Regions from separate parts of the Gossypium hirsutum genome. Here regions 1 and 3 are each linked to region 2. A link is a contact called in public Hi-C data. All regions are on one chromosome and are shown on one strand. Each heading gives the region's core, a stretch centred on a gene start, on an enhancer-like site or on the middle of the called end of the contact. The rest is flanking DNA. Distances are from core to core; before and after follow the strand shown.

Region 1 (2,700 bases), core at 148-2,647, 160 kb after region 2:
CCTCCTACTTTCTCACAAGCATATAATATTTCATTGAAATCACCACATACCAACCATGGAAGATCTTGTTGACGCCTTAAGCCTCGTACCACATTCCAAGAGACATATCTTTTACGGGCATAAGGATTATCATAAAAACCCGTGAACCTCCACTGTTTACCTATCTCATTGTCTATAACCTTAGCATCAACATGATTCCTAGAAAAACTTCGAAGCTTAATTGTAGTGTCCCCTTTCCATGCCAAACACAACCCTCCTCTTGACCCATCTGCAGCAACATCTATACCATTAAAAAAACCACATCTTCTTCTCACTCTTTCAATCTGATCCTTACTTAACTTTGCCTCTACAAAGAAAACCACTTGGGGATTATACACCTTCAGCATGTACCGAAGTCTTCTTACAGCCCGTGGACTCCCCAATCCACGGACGTTCCAACTTATGATTTTCATTGCGACCGGTCAACTTGCCCCTTAGCAGCTGCCAATAAAAAGTGATTTTGTCCTACCACCCTCCTTTCCCGAACAACCAAAGTACCCAACTCCTTATCTCCACTCGAACTTATACCCTCCCTTCTAGGCCTCTTTTTTCCATCCCCACCCTCTATAACACAATCTTCTGAATCATGCTTCATATCCACTTAATCCTGAATTTTCACTGACTCCCTATCAAGGCTTAAAGATAAATTGATATCTCCTTCCAAGTTCACTCCCAATATAGGATCAATATGAGAGCCAACTTCTCCCCTTCCTCTCATTCCCCCTTACTCCAACTAGAAACATTATTACCAAACCGACTACCCCCTTTTATTCTTTCGTCCTCATCACGTAACCAAACATTACTTATGGCAAGAGCTTTCCTAGACTGAGCTTTCAACGACATATCCCAACTGAACTCTGCAACCTCAACCCTCAATGACATTTTTGCTTGATAGAACGAGCCGTTATGCCCTAACTTTCCACAAAAGAAACAAAATAGAGTCAATCTCTCGTATTTAAAAGAGACATAAAAACAGCTACCAGACGCGAACATCACTTTCTTCTTTCTCTTTAAAAGGCGTCTAACATCCAATTGAACCTTTATATATAAGTAACTTCACAACCCTTTCCAAGAAAATCACCCAATTGTCTGGCCATAGCATCATAAAAGAAACCCGGGGGCACATCATGAACCTGTACCAAAAAATTCACAAATATTAAAGGTACCCTCTTCAAATCTTCTCTCAATTTCATTCAATGTAACAACAGTAGATGATTATTAAAAGTCCACGGAAACCAGCACCCTCTCCATATCCATTTTATGGAAAAACTTCTCATAGCCGGGAAATAAAAAATGCTTGCCATTAGAAAACAACCTATCAAATAATATATACTTTATCAAAGAAATATAATATATTTTAATTGTTACACGCTATCATCCCTATATCGCACGAAAGAAAACTATGTATCGCAGGAAAAGAAAAAGAAAATTGATTTCCAAATTAGCAGATAATAGAATGGGAAGAAAAATATTTAGCAAAGGATAATATAAATAATAATTAATGTCCGTTTTTCTGAATCGTTTGTCTCGTCTCCTCCGTCCGCAATGCATCCCTAATCTGAGCAAAAGTATTTACGCGTTTTGCGTTGCTTAATTCCTTATTATCCATTCCCTTTTCTCCTTTTCTTTCCTTATTTATATTTCCTTTTCTCACTATTTTCCTCTCCAATTTTCCTTCTTTCATTTCTCTCCAAATTTTCCCAACAATGGAGTCCGTCGATCTTCACGAAACCACCAATGCCAACCACGTTGACCACGGCTGGCAAAAGGTCTCTTATCCCAAACGTCAACGCAAGACCAAGCCCAACGCCGATCCCAACCTCCCCCGTCCTAACGGAACCCTAACTAATGGCTCCGCCAGCGTTTTCCATTCCCTCGAGCAACAGTCCGATGATCGCCGTCGTCGGATTGTTGAAGCTCAAAGAGCTTACGCTGCTGCTGCCATTGATGCCGATGCCAAGCATAAGCCTAAAAGATCGGTCATCGATGATTCCGACGATGACGATGGCAGTGATCTGGATGGCCTTAAACCTAACGGGAAGCCAGCAGATGAGGAGAAGAAGGCGAAGCAAAAGAAGCCGAAGAAGCCTAAGGTTACGGTTGTAGAAGCCGCTGCGAAGATCGATCCCACTGATCTCTCTGCTTATTTCGCTGTAAGTGTACCAAGATGATAAATTTGATTGTCTTTTGCTTGGATAACTGGATTCATTATATAAATATTTTTAATTTGTCTGGGGAATTAGGAATGGAATGGCGAACAGCAAGAAATTCAAATGCAGAAGTTTGCGGATTACTATGGTAAGGTATTTCAGCTAGTGGTAGCGGGGCAGTTTCCTTGGTTGAAGCTTTTCAGGGAGAGTACCGTTGCCAAGCTTGCTGATGTGAGTGTTTTTTTTTCTTTGTGTGTGTGTGTGCGCGCTCTGGGTTTATTATTATTATTTTATTTGATCACAATTTGAATTTGTTGATTATGTTAGCTAGATTGGAGGAATGGAGGAGGTTTTAACGCATTAATTTCTTGCATGATTGAGTGTTCAAATTGAGAACTTTTTGCCAAAGCTCGATTTGTGGTTTGACCAGATTAACGGGCTATCATCCATGGTTTTGCCAGGAATGTGATTGGAATTTTTAGTTTTATTTGAGTAATCATAAATAATTGCA
Region 2 (2,700 bases), core at 177-2,676:
GAGTTTCTAACCTTTTCCACAAGGCGGATGAGGTTTTTTCCATCAATACCTCCTGTAATACCGTATTCGCGAGGCACAACTGGACTGTAGATAAGGCCTTTTCATCAAGCTCTTCCCATTCTGTTTGATTTAGATTTTTAGGCTTTTTCCCTGTAACAACCTTTTTCAAGTCGGTTTGAACTAGAATTGCCATCATCTGAACTTGCCACAGATTGAAATTTGTCTCACTATCGAACTTTTCAATTTCAAACCTTGTTGCTGCCATCTTTGAATGGGTTAATCTATGAAAACTAAACTAGCTCTGATACCACTTGTTGGGATCGACCCGATTAAGCAACAAGTAAAAAAAATATCCGAATAAATTGAGAAATTGGATACACAAATTTAATGTAGAAAAACCCTCCGAAGAATATAAAAAAACCACGGGCAAAGATAATTTTATTATAATGGCAAAAGAACGAAGAGTACAAAAGATGGAGATAAAAACTAAACCCCGAAAACTCGAAAGCAAAGAACCCTCAAAACGTAAACACAAAATTCTCTAAATGTGTTATGAGTTCTAATCTCTAGTTGGTGTATTTTCTAAGGTTGTAAAAGAGCCTATTTATAGGCTAAATTCATTTGTCAAATAATAATAAAATAATCTAGACTAATCAAAGTTTAATTGAAACAAATAAACATAGTTTAACTGAAAGATTATTTCTCAAAATTGACTAAAATAGGAGTCATACTCAACACATATAATTCACATTAAATTATGAATTTAATCTCTAAACATTTTTATTTTTTATCGAAGCTAAATAAATAAAAGGGAAATATTTACTTACACTGGTGTAAATTTAAAGTCATGTTTTATACACACATTTACACACCTTTATAACTTTTGTATAATTAATTTTTTAATGATCTATTTGTCATATTTTATATTCCATTTATATAGATTTTGTATGTCAAAATTAGCATAAATTAAAATTTATTTATTTTACGTAAAAAAATCAGCCATTCAATATATATATATATATATATGATACTTTAGATCGCTATAATAGATATATGAGATAAGTTCTAAAATTTATACATACGACAAACACAATTATGTCAATAAATACAATCATTAAATCATTAAATATTAATAAATATAAAAAATTACAAAAAAAATATTATTTTTACACTAGAGAATTTTGTGATGAATAATGTAATATATGAGAATAGGTGCATTTATGACATGATTATGAAGGTGAAAAAGGGAATATTGAAATTGAATTGGGGTGGGGTGATATGATATGTAAGCAATGGAATGGAGGTAGGCCAAGGCTGGTCTAAACACAAAATTTTAGGGCCCAGACAAGATTATGGGCCTCCACTGGTAACATGCAAACCACGCCAGGGTCCGTGCTTCCGCCTGTGCCATCCAGATTCTTATTCTGACTCTGATTCAGCTTCAGCTTTTACATGTTCAGTGCAGGCAGCAGGCCAGCCAGCCGGCAAACTGCAACGTCAAAAAATGGAAATATTTTGAAATATTCAATCATACTGTTTAATTCAAATTCAATTTGGCTCCAACTTATGCTTGATTAATTGATTAACAATAAATTACACTACGTCTAACACCACTAAATCATTAATAAGTTTATATTTTAGTCTTTTAACTTTAAAACGTTACAAAATAATTATTAAATTATTTAAAAGTTTTTATTTAAGTCACGGAGTTGTTAAAATAATTGTTGTATAGTTTTCTCTGGCCGTCGCACCTGCAGCATTAATCTCTTTTAAAATTTAAATTTTTTTCATGAAATAGTTTTCTTCTCTTATATCTAACACTAACGTTAGCAGGGGTGGAGCTAGGGGCCTGACAGGGGTAATAAAATTGCAATTTGACACTAAAAAAAAATAAAAATTTAATTTAATCCTTTAAAAAATATAAAAATGTATACTATTGAAATAGTGAAATTATAGTTTTACTATCGTAAAAATATATAATTTAATTCCGACCCCCTAATTTTTTTTTTGGCTTTGCTCCTGACTATCAGATCGACTTGGATCTAAAGTGTGTTCTACTCATCAATGTGTATTAATTCACCGTACCGATCGTCAAATTATTGCTTGGAGCTCGCTAGCTAATATTTTTTTTATATAAACAAAAAAGTTAGCAATTTTGTGACTTAAATAAAAACCCTAAAATAATTCAATTACTTAAATGAAAACTTTCGAATAGTTTAATGAACATTTTTAAAATTTTTAAAGTTAAGTGAGTAAAATTTAAATTTAGTTGTGTGATTTTAAGAGAAGTTTACTCTAACAAAAATAAACAACTCAATTAACAAGTCAATAAATAGCTAGACATAAAATTCAGTCAAGCTCGTTAGGTGAAAACTTAATTTGAAAACTCAACAACGCAATGCATAAAAATCAGAATATTGCAAAAGGTGACGAAGATTAAAATCTGCGAAATTCTAGTTTCATACAGATAAATGATAAATCGTTTTTTTATAGATTTTTTTCTAGCATCAATACTCGTTTTTCTTAAAATATATCAAGAAGGAAAATTATTTAATAAATTGAATCGACACCAAAATTATTTATCAAAATAGGTTGAATTTACAACATTTCGACAAAAAGATCCGTGTGATTTGGAGTCTTTAATTTTTGAGTCAACAATTGATGGGTTGGATTAAAAAAAGTAGAGGAAATCCATTTAAT
Region 3 (2,815 bases), core at 74-2,573, 230 kb after region 2:
TCACTTGACTCTTCCTACATAGACCTTGCATTAATATCCTATAAGACTCAGCATCAGGCATAACGTCTCTCTCAAACATTTTGTTGAATATTTTGTAGGCAATGCTTAAATCTCCGTTCAAACAAAACGCACCCATCAAAATGTTGTAAGATTTGGTATTGGGGAAAACACCGTATTTATGGGTAGTCTTGAAAAGGTCGAAAGTAGGCATGATGAAGTTACAATGAGAAATAATAAGCTCGAGGATATGATTTAAGTGTCTGGGTAAAGGCTTAACGTTGAATTCAAGCATTTTGTAGAACACATTGAGAGCTTTCTCGAGTAAATCAGCTTCGACGTAGATTTTGATAAGGTAAGAAAAGAGAGTTGGGGTTACTCGATATTGATCAGATTTTAGACGAGCGAGAAGGTCGTCGATAAGAGAGAAGTTCTTCGAACAACCGAGTTTGAGGATGAGGACGAGGAAGGAAGAGTAAGAGTGACGAAAACTGGGTTGGGTGGTGGTGACATCGAAGATTTCTTTAGCGAGGAAAGGGTCGGACTGGGTGGATATCAGTTTCAAAACTCACATAGGGGAAGCTATTGGCGACGGTGATGGTTGTCGTTGATTTGAAAATTGGAGGCATCTCCATTTTTTCTCTTCTCCTTCTCCTCTTCTTCTTGTTTTTCTTCTTAAACCCTAAATTGGTGCTGATAGGGCTGTTAAATTTGTGGTAACTGACCAGCTGAAGGGTTTTTTGACACCAAGCACTCCGTCATCTGCCATGTCACTTTGCCGTGACATCTGTGACGGAAAACGACAAAAAGGACTGCTTTGTCATTTTTCCAAAGTTGAGTGACTGAAATGAAACTAAGGTGACTGTTTTGTCAGCTACCCCAAAGTTGAGTGACTGTTGGTGTAATTTACCCTTAAAAAATATATTTCTCTAATAAAAATAAATGACTTATTGTTATAAAAGAAAGCATCAAATGAAATTATATATATCTTGCTTATAATATGGAATGAAAGAATTAGGAAGGATGAAGGTGAAGATGAAGATGAAGATGAAGATGAAGATGAAGGGGGACGGAGGAGAAGTGAAAAATATAATATTAAATAATAATTTTTTTTATTTTTATTTAATATAAATTTTTAATTTTTAATATTTTATATAATTAAAAATGGTCCACGAGTTGAAAGTTTTTTTTTTTTTTTAACGGAGGGTAAAAGGTTGAAAAGAAATTTTAGGCAACTAATTCAAAAAAGTATAGCTTGAGGGCTTATTCATCAATTAAGTAAAAAAAAAAAGGAAAGCTTAAATATTCGGTGGCAAAAATCTAGTACATTCCATTATCCGGGCAGTGAGGAAAGGCTAAGGGAAGTGCCACTTCTACAGGGAGAATAACAATATAAAACCTAACACACCCGCAAAACCCTGCTTCCAATCTCACTGTTTTAGGCCAAAAATGATTGCCTCTGCTACTCTCTCACCTTACTTTAACATTAAGCTGCTCAATCCCCGGCATGTGTTTACAACCACCAAACCCAGGAGAAAATACTCTACCTTTTCTACAAAGTTCCATCTCAATCATCTTTGGAACGGTTTCCTCCAACCCAAGTCGTGCTCCCTCCGCACAGTCCTTAGGAAAGTTAGTGATGATGGTGGTTCCATTGATGCCAACCCACAGGAATCTGCTGCTGTTTCTGTAAGTTCCCAAGTCTAAGCTTCTTGCTTTCCCATCTGTGTCCTCAAAATTTGACTTCGAGAGCTTGTTCTGTTTGTTTTTCTTTTCTTTTTATATAGTTTTTTATTTGTTTAATGGGATGAAAGATGTTTCTAATTTAGAAACTAGAAACTGTATGGTTTCAGAATGTAACTTATTGGTCAAATGAAGTGCCTTTAAAACTTGTTAATACTATCATTTTCACTGGAAAACTGTTTTGGGGTTTACTCTATATTTGAAGGAATAAAGTTTTGATTTTGGATAAAAAATTGGGAACTTTACTTTTTCAGATAGAACGTAGTAATTCTTTTGTTTTTTGGCCATGGTGGTCGGCTATACAGATCATATTTGGGCCTCTGTGCCTGTTAAGACCATATCATTAGTGTAGCATAGAGTTTTCACTGAAGATGGGTTTTATGGAGCTTTGGCGAAATTAATCTTAAGAATGGAAGTCAAATAATGGTTGTCTAAGTGTTCTAGATTTTGAGCGATGTTAAAGAACGATAATTGAGCTTGATGAAATGTTACACATAGGTGACATAAGGTTATTTATTTGAATTGGAATGAGATAATTAGACATTTGAAAGGTGACATAAGGAGCTGGCTTATGCTCCCCTGCAGAACAGATTGAATGTTATCATCTCATTGTTGGATTCATACAATTTAAACGGTAGCTGTTAGGAGAGACTTTGATTGCTGACCTCTTGAGCTTTGCCTTTAGACTCTTGCTTCATGTCTTCTTTTTCTTAGCCTTATGTTTAAATTGAAGCTTTTAAGGACCCTGAAAAACTTTAGATGGTTACTTTTAGTCTTTGAATTTGCAACTCTTTCCTTTTTATTTTTCCCATAAGTTTTTGGAATGTACTTGCAATTAAAATTAAACTTTTATTCTAACTTCTCCCTCTCCTTTTTCCCAACTCCTCTTTCTTTTTTATTTCTTATTTAGATTTCTTAAGATAAGAAATGTTTATTAATTTTAGGTACATAATAATGCAGCTTGTTATGCTAATTCCAGGTTGGTGAAGGGACAAGCAGTAGCTCCTCCACTTTAGGTGACAACTACGTGGCTTTATTTGTGCGAATGCTTGGGCTAGACCATGATGCTCTTGAC

Evidence for each region. A called contact is a pair of places that touch in the nucleus more often than the background predicts.
Region 1: a Hi-C map of leaf shows a contact between it and region 2, with 2.0 times the contacts expected there. The contact joins the promoter of LOC121213667 here to the enhancer-like site in region 2. A contact is called at or near these places in 11 of 34 Hi-C or Micro-C datasets (anther, callus, hypocotyl and 2 more).
Region 3: a Hi-C map of leaf shows a contact between it and region 2, with 4 times the contacts expected there. The contact joins the promoter of LOC107948905 here to the enhancer-like site in region 2. A contact is called at or near these places in 4 of 34 Hi-C or Micro-C datasets (hypocotyl and leaf).

The regions. Positions count from the first base shown.
Region 1 is chrD01:46,385,735-46,388,434 of Gossypium_hirsutum_v2.1, reverse strand. It overlaps LOC121213667, which reads left to right and starts at 1,397. Exons shown (of 10, transcript XM_041086549.1): 1 at 1,397-2,192; 2 at 2,283-2,420. The coding sequence starts at 1,746.
Region 2 is chrD01:46,543,492-46,546,191 of Gossypium_hirsutum_v2.1, reverse strand. No RefSeq gene overlaps it. Among protein-coding and RNA genes, the nearest start is that of LOC107944529, 35 kb to the left of the region's middle. Within about 2 kb of position 1,426, at least 1 of the 9 cell types and tissues checked has an H3K27ac peak or open chromatin away from gene starts, as enhancers often do. A contact at or near this core is called in leaf, where this site is marked.
Region 3 is chrD01:46,314,008-46,316,822 of Gossypium_hirsutum_v2.1, reverse strand. LOC107948905 reads left to right here and starts at 1,323. Exons shown (of 9, transcript XM_041086547.1): 1 at 1,323-1,686; 2 at 2,720-2,815. The coding sequence starts at 1,447. It also overlaps the pseudogene LOC121213589.